2 separate regions of the Arachis hypogaea genome follow, and region 2 is linked to region 1. The links are chromatin contacts, called in public Hi-C maps. All regions are on one chromosome and are shown on one strand. The core of a region is the stretch at or near the end of the contact, and the rest is flanking DNA. Distances in the headings are between cores, read along the strand shown.

The links. Hi-C and Micro-C count contacts between places; a contact is called where the count stands out from the background.
Region 2: a contact with region 1 is called in a Hi-C map of leaf, with 2.1 times the contacts expected there. The contact joins two enhancer-like sites. A contact is called at or near these places in 5 of 8 Hi-C or Micro-C datasets (leaf and an unstated tissue).

What each region holds. Positions count from the first base shown.
Region 1 is chr16:126,096,855-126,102,038 of arahy.Tifrunner.gnm2.J5K5, forward strand. It overlaps the pseudogene LOC112757500. Among protein-coding and RNA genes, the nearest start is that of LOC112761796, 18 kb to the left of the region's middle. Within about 2 kb of position 3,732, at least 1 of the 3 cell types and tissues checked has open chromatin away from gene starts, as enhancers often do.
Region 2 is chr16:126,245,909-126,251,682 of arahy.Tifrunner.gnm2.J5K5, forward strand. LOC112754906 (a long non-coding RNA gene) reads right to left here. Exons shown (of 5, transcript XR_011874540.1): 3 at 5,726-5,774; 4 at 4,397-4,447; 5 at 3,892-4,298. Among protein-coding and RNA genes, the nearest start is that of LOC112754906, 7.7 kb to the right of the region's middle. Within about 2 kb of position 3,458, at least 2 of the 3 cell types and tissues checked have open chromatin away from gene starts, as enhancers often do.

The DNA.
Region 1 (5,184 bases), core at 2,482-4,981:
TAATAGATTTTTGCAGGGTCTTTTTCCTCCTTGATGATAAAAAGGGGAGAAAAGAAAAGAAAAGAAAAGAAAAGTTAGAATTGGCTTAGGTCACAGACAATGAAGCTAAATGATATCTGTTGCTGTGTTACTTTGATTAACTTTAAATTGCTCTGTGATTAATTGCTCTATGTTCTGTGTTATTGTTGCTGTGATATATTACTTTGGTAAATTATTCTTGGCTGTTTTAATTTTTATCCACTTGAAGATATAAGCCATGATTAAGGGGGAGAAACGCTAACAGTAAGGGGGAGATTAAAGGAAAGTTCTCTTAACTCATTTAAATTAATTTTTTAAATTCAATTATCCTCTTTTATCATGTATGTTATTAAGGGGGAGATTGTTGAGCTAAGTTTGATTTTGGGACTCATATATGATGACAAACATTATTTGGGGTGAAAACCCAAGTTGATTTAATATGTGTGCTAAGTGATGCAGGCCCATTTATATGTTGCTTCAGCCCAAGTTAGTATTGCTTCAGCATCTTAAAGAGTTACAGCTCCAACACTTAAGCCTATTACTTGCTAATGAGCAACAAATCAGTACATGAGCCAAGAGAGGCAGCACCAAATACAAATGGTGGGAACAAAAGGAAGAAAAATCAAGAAGGACATTTGGCATTACACAAGGACAGCTGTAACACCAAGACAAAAACAAGGACAGATGGGGACACTCTCATTACAAGGACATCAACAAATCAAAATGCAGAAGATCAAAAGTAAAGTTTGGAAGAGCAAAATAAAAACGCAGAGCTATGGACAGTAGTTGGAATGACTTAAAAATGGAAGTGCTTTGCATTCCAAGGAAGACAGCAGCTCCAAGGACAACAGAGGTTGGTGGATCAAACCCTCCAACAAGCAGCGTTAGTGGAGCAGAATGGAGCAAGGACTGCATGCAATCAGAGACAGCTCCAAGGGGTTGATAGTACAAGGAATTGGAAGAGGCAAGGAAGAACCAATGAGAAGAGCAATCTAGTTCTATAAGAAATGCCTCACTTCAATATTTGATAGTAAGAAAAAGAGAGCACATTCAAGAGCATCATCTCAACACTTGAGCTGAATTCTTTTTCTTCTACTAAAACTTCATTTCTAATTTTATTTTGTTATGGCTATCTTGTGTCATCTTTCGTATTAAGAAAAGACTGAATATGTGAGTAGAAAAAGCCATGAGAGAAAAGGCAAGAGTGATGCATGAAAAAGCCACTGAAATTCTGTGTAATTGAGTTGTTGAACTAGGACTAGTTCTCTTTGCCAAGTTGGGTTAGCACTTTATGAGTTTGAATCTGTTTAGGTTCCTCTTCCAAGTTGGAACAACACTTGGGAAGCTAAGCTTTAGTGAATAAATTTTAGTGGTAGATACTAGTTGAATTAGGTTGTAATTCAATAGTATTGGTAATTGTGATCAGTTGATTAGAGTGGAAATTCCACCATGGTTGTGGTGGAGACTGGACATAGGATTCATGGCACTTAGAATCCAAACTAGGATACATGCTGGCCTCTTTCTCTTCTTTCCTTCTCTGTTTCTTTTCTGAGTATGAGACAAAACGAAAAAATCTCCTGCAAAATCAGCTTCCGCAAAAACAGAACTTGAAATGTTCTTTTTTGAGCCAACTTGATTCAACCCCCGTTCTCAAGTTCAAGCAGTTCCATCATAAATAAATAATGGAACTAATTTGAAGGACCAACTATAACATCTCCTAGCTATCACGGAACAGTAACAATTGAATTGCGTTGTATTTTATCCGAAGAGGATTAGTCTGTGCTTCACGAAATTTTTTTTTTGCAATATAGTCAATAAAACATTAAAAAGAGGGGGAAGAAGCAGATTTAACGATTTTTGAAATGATTATGTACTCTATTTTTATTTTTACATATATATGAATATTTTTGCGAAAATTGTTGTTGCACATATTATGGGAAGGATGGGAGAATCTTGGTAGTTTTTTCATGCATAAAGAAGTCCAAGGAAACTTCTAAGCAGAACTATTAAGGTAGATTTGGATTTTAGTGTTTTTGATTATAAGCATATAGGATACTCTGGCTTACCTTAAGACAAGGGCTTGATTGTTGTGTGGAATATACCATGCCTTGCTATTTAAGTCAAACTATTAATATATAGATTTTAGTAGTTCAACTATGGGTTAGGATCTTCTCATGTTTGCTATCAACGTGGCCATGCCTTGTCATTTCAGAGATAGATGCACATAGATGGAGCACTCTTATAAACTACAATAGGTTATGGATGCACTATCACTTGATCAGTCTATCATTTTTTCTGGTTAAATCATATCTGGTCAATGAAATCTCGGAGATGTTCCACCTCAATTGATTTCCATCTCAATTTATGTAGTGTTGTTTGTCTGTTGGTATTGTGTTTGAGTTGTCCTGATCTTTTACATTTTGCAAGTGGTAGTTACATTTTTGTTAGCCCAATTGGAGAGAATATCTGCTATAGCATTAAAATTACTGAATTCAGTGTGCAGTATCGAGCATTTACTATTAGATCGTAATTTATAATTGCTAGGTAGAGCAACTTCTATTATTGAAGCATATTACCAACTAACAACAACAACAAAAAAACCTTATCCCAATGGGTGAAGTCGGATGATATTACCTACTAACGGCCATGCTTTAACAGTCAACATAGTTAAATTTTTTATCATTTTATTTTATTTTTTGTTAAATTATTTTTGCAACGGGTAATTAGTTTATGTGATTTGTTTTTCTGTTGTCTTTAGACCCAAGTTTTTGCTACAATATTTATATTTCGTTAATTTTTTGACATCCTTTTAATGCCATTAATTTTTGGTACTAATATTTTTCCTTTCAACAGAACGTTGCATATGACAGATCAAGTGCTCCGGTATGGATTCCGTTATTCATCCAGAGAGGATGTTTCTCCTATCAGAATTCACATATGACCTTGACAAGAGCAATGCTCAAACTTTCAAGTTGCTGGACTCAACAAGTTCTGTTGTTGTCGATAGAGATTAGGAAGGACTCTTTGTTATTGTTAGAACAGGCACTAATGGTCCTTACAGTGTTTCTGCTTCAGATTGATTTTTTATGTAGTGTAAGATCCCTGAGTTAGGTAGATGGTTGATTTTGTATGTGTCTTATTTAACCTTTCTTTCAATGATGAGCCAAATTAGCCATCTAAGTTAAGCCACTTCTTTACTAATGTGGATGTCTTTCTATACATTTTGTACATTCAACATGTCTGTAGATAAATCCTGTTTTCTTTTCTCTGGTTGGTAAACTAAACCTATTGTTTTAAGTGAGGACACCATTATTGACAGGAGTGATAACTACCTTGGCTTTCGTAACCAAGTTGCATTTGTCAAAAAGTTTTATATAACTTAGATGATATACACATGGTTTATAAGAAAAATGATTAACCACTAAAAATGCTTTTCGAAATAATGCTCTTAAAATATTCTGTTCTTGACAAAAATGACTCCCATTTTTTATATCGGTAAAAATACCCTTTAATAATTTATAAAGAAGGTTTTAGAAGTTTAGGATAAGAGTGGTGTTGAGAATCTAAAAGATTTGGGAATCACCATCATGAATCATTTTAAAATTGGAGTTTGTTTTAATTAAAATTTAAAAAATTAGTGTTTTAAATTAGGATAGTGTGCTAGCCATGTCGTCATTCTATTTGCCACATCAAACATTCACGATAATAGAAAATGTTTCTCTTAACAAATGAGTACTTATCCACGTTTTTAAATTATTGAAAGATATTTTTATTGCTAAGAAAAATGAAAGCCATGAATATTTCGAGGACACTTATCGTACTCTAATAAAATATCAATCATTCATTTAAACAAAATTATACACAAACAAAAATGTTCGCAATTCATATATTTTAATTATTTTTAGTTACTTTAGAATCACTGGCTTCCACCGATAATATAAATTACATTTGTAATAGCTATATAGTGAGAATAAATAAATGCAATTTATTTGTAAATTTATCAAAAAATTCATGTCATAATTTATACTTATATAGTAAATCACAAGAAAGCAATAATCATTTGCATTTCTTAAATTTACGATGGTGGTCTTGTGATGTGACATTATAAACATTTCAACAATCAAAACATCAAGAAATCAATGCATCAGTTCTATTTAGAGGGAGACAAGATATCATGGGAAAATGAAGAACTGAATTCATAAAAAACTAAACTATTCCCCAATTTTGGTTTAATATATTCTGCTCACTGTGCTTTTCCCACAATGTTATGGGTCCATTTATCCAGCTATAAGAAGCAAAGATTTAAAGAGGTAGCTCTATATTACTAAATTTACAATTTAGGCATCATGTTTTGTATGCTAAATTTAACCAACCACATGATCCTCACACAAAGTGCAGAATCTAGAATCTATTTAGTGTTTCCTCAGTTGTCTCCTATACCAGTAACGAATTAACGATGGCTTATAGAAACAACAATTCTACTTGGCTTATCCTTTGTAGAATGGATTCTATAGAAACAAGCAATACCATCAGTGCTTAAATATAGTAACCTTAATCCAAATTACAAACCTATCTTGCGAAACTTAACATCATTCATCATACAAGTAAACTTTTTACAACCTGGAATCGCCCTTCCATGAGAAATGTAAATGGCAGCATCAAGATCAATGCTATATCACAAACATTCCAAAATGTCGTCTGGAGCTATGTAGTTCAAAGCGGAGTCATCTCCCAGTCGACATAAAGGTGCAGCATTAGCCATCTATCGTTTTACATTTAGACAAGGGGAGATGAGTAAACGACCTCATGCGATTCTCAGATCTGAGATCACAAAACTAGTGGTGCATCCCTCCTGTGCCCACAGAATCAAGTTCCTTTAGTGGCACCAGGATTTCGACCAAACTGGATTATCATTGGCTTGCCTTTAAATACATATCCATTCACTAGATTCTGAAACCAAAGGTATGTGATATAAACCATTTAATAAGATCGCCCTATCTCATGGTTTAGCAAATTCTGGAAGAACTATATGACAAATGAATAAAAAATATCGTAATGGAAAATCAGAAAACGAAATCATGTTGCACATATCAGAAATTAAAACACAGGAAAGCAAGTCTGCTGTGAGAAATATACCAGTCCCTGATGAGCCAGCTCAATTGATGG
Region 2 (5,774 bases), core at 2,208-4,707, 150 kb after region 1:
GACGAGATAACCATGCGTGAGAAGAAGAACACATCCCGTCTCGGCGAGTAGGACAAACGCGCCTAGCCACAAGCTCCAAACCTCAAGGCTAGCACTTTGGGGGCACTGTTACGGACCATTACAAGTCCAGCCCAGTTAGCCGTCGGGTCGGGGCACCACCCCTGACCCAGGCCCAAACTATCCCTCACAAGGAGAATCCAACGGGTCAGTTCCTAACACCCGACCCGGTTGACGCCCGACTTTACCATCTGCACGACCCAGTGCACCACGCCTAGCAAAACGGTCAGGACGGTCTCCTCGGAGCAACACCCGAGGCCCCGACCCGAAGTCCGAAACGACCTCCCCCCCCCCCTCCCCACGTGGACAGAGACAGCTCACAAGCACCCTGGCCAGTGGGCTAGGTCATTTATGGGCCCGCCCAGCACAGTATATAAGGAGAGAGGTCAGCACTCCCCACGAGGTACACATCACCTTACCTAATTTGGCTATCATTTCGTACGGACACTGACTTGATCGTCGGAGTGTCCTTGCAGGTGGCCACCCCCCTCTCTTCCATTCTACCACCGATTTCGCCAGTCTTCAACTCCAGACCAGGAACCCGCTCCAAGCCACTTCAGGGTCTCGCCCGCTCATCCCTTCACCATCACCCGACCCATCGAGCACCCGAGATCATCTGGTGACGAACAAATCATTATATATTTTCCTAACAACATTACCTAACAAACCATGAGCAATTTTGAATTACAGTCATCAACAATGAAAAATTAAACATCTATAAGACATGTGGCCTAGTGCATGACGCTCTGGGTTTGAGCATAGTAGATATATAAAACCTTATCCATAAAATTGGGGAGGTTTTTTATGTTATTTGTACCCTTGTCCATGTCAGAAGGCAGTAAGACACAGGCATCAGAATAGAAATATCCAAACACAAAGATTAAACAACAACATTTTATTAAAACTATATTGAAAACTGCAGTCTCACAAACTCTTTAATCATACTAATCCACCCAATTAAATGCATGAAAGAAGGACAGGTAATCACAAATTGGTCAAATACACAAATCATAATTTCTCATCCTCAATTTTAAGTCTAACCATGCTAGAAACTTTTTTCTTGGATATCAAACTCTATTTTGCAACAAATCCATGTATAGGAAGAAAATGTATTATTATAGTTTTGGGCTAATCAAATTAAACTCTTGTATTTATCACAAACTAAAAATTTCTTATCATGATCTCAATAATCATAATATATTTACCTAACAGCATTACCTAACAAACCAAGAGCAATTTTGAATAGCAGTCATCAACAATGATAAATTAAACATCTATAAGACATGTGACCTAGTGCATGACGCTCTGGGTTTGAGCACAATATAAAACCTTATCCCTAAAATTGGGGAGGTTTTTTATGTTATTTGTACCCTTGTCCAGGTCAGAAGGCAGCAAGACACAGGCATCAAAATTTATATATCCAAACATAAAGATTAAACAACAGCATTTTATTAAAACTATATTGAAAACTACAGTCTCACAAATGCTTTAATCATACTAATCCATCCAACTAAATGCAGGTTCTAAGTGAAAGAATGACAAGTAATCATAAATTGGTAAATACACAAATCAATTTAATAGATACGCGAAATGCGTTTGGTAACAAATGAGATAATTAATTGGAGTAGGATTTCATCAAAATTACTTGTGTGTTGGTGAAGTTGATGGAGTAGGATTTCATAAAAAAATGAGACATGATTAATTGGAAGGTTCAGAGCATTGGTTATCATGATAGAACTTTGATCAAATTTATTATCTCTTTAAATGTTACCAAATTTGATCAAAAGATAGAGGAGCAGCATACAATTATCGAAACATACACAAACCTCATTAACAATAAGAACACTTACCATAATCACATTTTAACATCACAAATTGAAAAAAAAGACTGGTGGTTACCAGAGCAGAGAGGACAGGCCAATAGCAGGCCCGAACCGACGACGACCACGTGGGCAGAGACAGCGACGCGGCTAGCAGCTTCTAGAGACCGAGACTGCAACGCGAGATGAGCAGCCCTCGTCAACGATAGCAAAGACAGGTCTATTAGTGTCAATATGCTTGGCCCTACTTTATAGGGCCAAATTTTCAAAAAATCTTGCAGGGCCAAAAGCCGTCATGGGCCAAACATCATAGGGCTTGCCCATGGATAATCCTCTTTTTTTTGTTACTTTTTCAATCTCTATTTCAACAATCTCTATCATATTTAAACAATCAAAACTCCATTGACCAGGTCCACAAAATAAACTCTATTTATAAAGTCAAAAAATAAAACAATATTCCAAATCAAATTTTCTAAACGTTCAAATTTTTACTAAACTGGTTTATTCTTCAAAAACTAAAACGATATTCCAAATCAAATTTTACAAATAATCAAATTTTTACTAAACCGGTTTATTCTAATTTCCTTTTATATTGACAAAGATGGCTTAAAATATCGAGTACAAGATGCTACTCTAAACTGAACTATATCACCCAAACGATGAAATATACTTAACTAAATCAAGACTTCGATAGCCCCAATGATTATTTTGAAAAATCAGACTTCAATTCAGAGCCAAGGGTCACCGTTGAGACTTGAGATATATCAAAAGACAAACATGATATAATATAAATAAATAAACTATATACATACATAACCACATCCTATTACAAGTTTACAACATAATAATAATCCAACTCTGAACAAAAGGAACAAAGATGGAAATAATGAGTTTAGTAAGCATGCTCTTGGTACTAGGCATGATAGGTGATGACTTTCCAATAGATTACCTAGAAGGTTAGAACACTGCATGAACAAGTGTTCGGATTGAGCCATTAAAGTGGAACATGCAGCTAGTAGAAGTTGCTCAAAGATTCTTGAGATACCCAGAAGAAGAAGCTAAAAAGAGAGAAACTCAGAAGCTAAAAAGTTGGAATGATGAAGACGATGTTAGCGTAAGAAAATTGATGGAATACATGTGAAAATGGCATTGATTCACCAAAATGAATGCTTTTTTTTTTCTTTGCAAAATGAAAACAAGAAGTGATAGAAGAGTAGAAAACTAAAATTGCAGATAAGAAAGAAAGAGAGGGAGAGAAGAAGAAGAAATTTACAGAATGATGAAAACGAGCTACAGAGCAATGATGTTCAATCTGAGAAGCGAGAAGCGAGTAATGCTATGCACGGCGCATCGAGAGGAGAAGAGTAGAAGACAGAGACATGTTTGGGGCTTTTAGAGCTTTTAGAGCCAGCCCTATTTTAATTATTTTTTTAGGGCTTCATTAGGGCCAGGGCCTTGTAAGATGTATTTTTGTAATTTTAGGGCTGTGGGCTAAAATTAAATTAAAAGGTTTAGGGCCAGCCCTAGGGTCTTGGGTTATATTGACACCACTAGACAGGCTAGAGCACGAGAGGTGAGAGCTTCTCTTGGGGGAGGTTGGTTCAATGTATTCAGAGCTGTGAGGTAGGGCTAAGGTGGTATACAGTGTATAAGGATTGAGAAGAAGAGATGGGGCGCGAATGCTGCTTTATTTCATAAGAGGAATAGCAATAAACCAATTTTTTAATTTTCTTTTATTCTGAATTAATCATATTAATATTAATAATAATGTAAACAATAATAATAGTAAGTATAATAATATTTATTATAATGAGTATATATTTTCATAAAAATAGTATAATTACAGGAATGATTATCGCATGAGGAATCTGAAAAATAAAAATATTAAAGAAAATAAATTTATTATTGATTTTTTTTAATTTTAAAATAATAATAATAATAATAATAATAATAATAATAATAATAATAATAATGGATAGTGTACTAAAATGATAGAGGGTATCAGTCTTGATAATATAGTAATCACAATGGTAATAATAATAATGGGAACAATAATAAAAGTAAGTATAATAATCTGAACAATTATAAAGTCATGACAAATTCAACAAACAAGTCTTGGCTATTCTATAAACCTGAATCGAAATTTTTCAACTAAACTATTGCACTATCCTCAAGGTTTCAAGTATCGTTTTGCCCACATAGTCAAGTGCCACACACTCTTCTTTTCAGGAGACATTCCACTATAAGGATATTCATTCTCGTCTGGTGTTTTATTGAGGTCATATGACAGCATCGAGGCCTTTCATCCAACAGAATCAGCCTCATCAGAGCCATCGGAGGAGACGTCCTTTTTCTCCATTGAATATGGAACCACCTCCCCTGGTTCTTCGGATGCCTCCTGAATCTGGGATCGAGATAACCCTGAGAAGTACATCATAGCCAAACAAGCCCATAATATGTAGAATTAGTGTGTGAACATAATCTTATTACATTAACAGCCAAAAAGTTGTCTTTCTTACATCCCCAAAGTCGTTCAATTCCATGTTCTATGAGCTTGAATTCCTCTCGTGCTGCAATATCCAGTTTAACGACAAGAGTATTTTCATAGCGTGCCAGCACAAAATACCAACAATAATGTTCAAATACTGTTTGGATATAACCTGATACATTGTAATCCTTTACAGTATATGAATTTCAAAATTAATCCAGAGACTCAAAACCTAAAAATTAGAAAGCAGGTGACTCGTTGGAAGAAGAATTAATTTTTTTTAGATAGCAAGCATATTAAAATGCAAGAAGAGTTATTGAATTATTACTGACTGAGACTCTGTGTATACAAGAGAGACTGTATTAGCTATATATAGAAGCTTAGTATAATAGAATCAGCTAAGAAGGTGTAACAAAAACAGACCCTCCACTCTAACTGACTAACAAACTAATAATCCAGCTCAACCTAACAGGCTCTAAGTCTGATAAGTATAATGCTAGCTTGTTAGTATAATACTAGCTTATTAATGCTAGCTTTGGTCTGACCGTGTTAGAGAACCAGTTTATGATCATTGTATATATTAAAAGTTCATACACTTAAAATTCTAAAGTTTAATTGTTCTTCATACATCCCAGACTACGTGATGCGGACTTTGGGCATCCCATAATACACGTCCCTAACAGGCTGCAAGATTACAAGTTGATGGCGAGAATCCAAGGTCAGTTAGTGAAGGAAGAAAAAGGGATCAAGTGCAGAAATAGGAATGAATTGGAGCACGTAAGATCAGAGTGTGAAAGGGTTCTATAACAATATTACTTATTATTTTTGGAGGATATTGAGAAGTGAAAAAAGCTACATCAGCGTTTTCACATCACATGCAAACTCTGCAGATTAAAGAGGGGTTTTGAGTGTCCTATGGTTCATTTAAGCCACAAGACAAGTTTTTTCTCCAAAGATAAAATTTTAGGCAGAGATTCTTGCAGGTTTTTGGGAACAATTTAATAATTTATTAAGAAGAAAGACCTAAAAGGATGTAATATCATAACTAGCTAGCTAATCATAGCTTCTCTTGTCACATGGCCTTTTGAAACCACAATTTTTTCTTGCATCAGATTGTACATCATTGATCATAAACATCCTAAAGAAATTAAATACAGAAATCTCGCGGCATCTTAATTATCTAGTAGTCCCTACAATTTCTAACAGGACATCATTTTTAAATTACATGAATATAAAAACCAAGAGAAAAGCGATTTACTTATATATATGTATAGACTACTATATGCTCCTTATTGCTAATAAAGAACAGTTATATACATCAAACATAGATGAATACAAGAGTAAACACATGAATATTTACCTTCACCTCATCAAGTATTTTCTGTGAGAACCACGTGTCCGTACTTGTT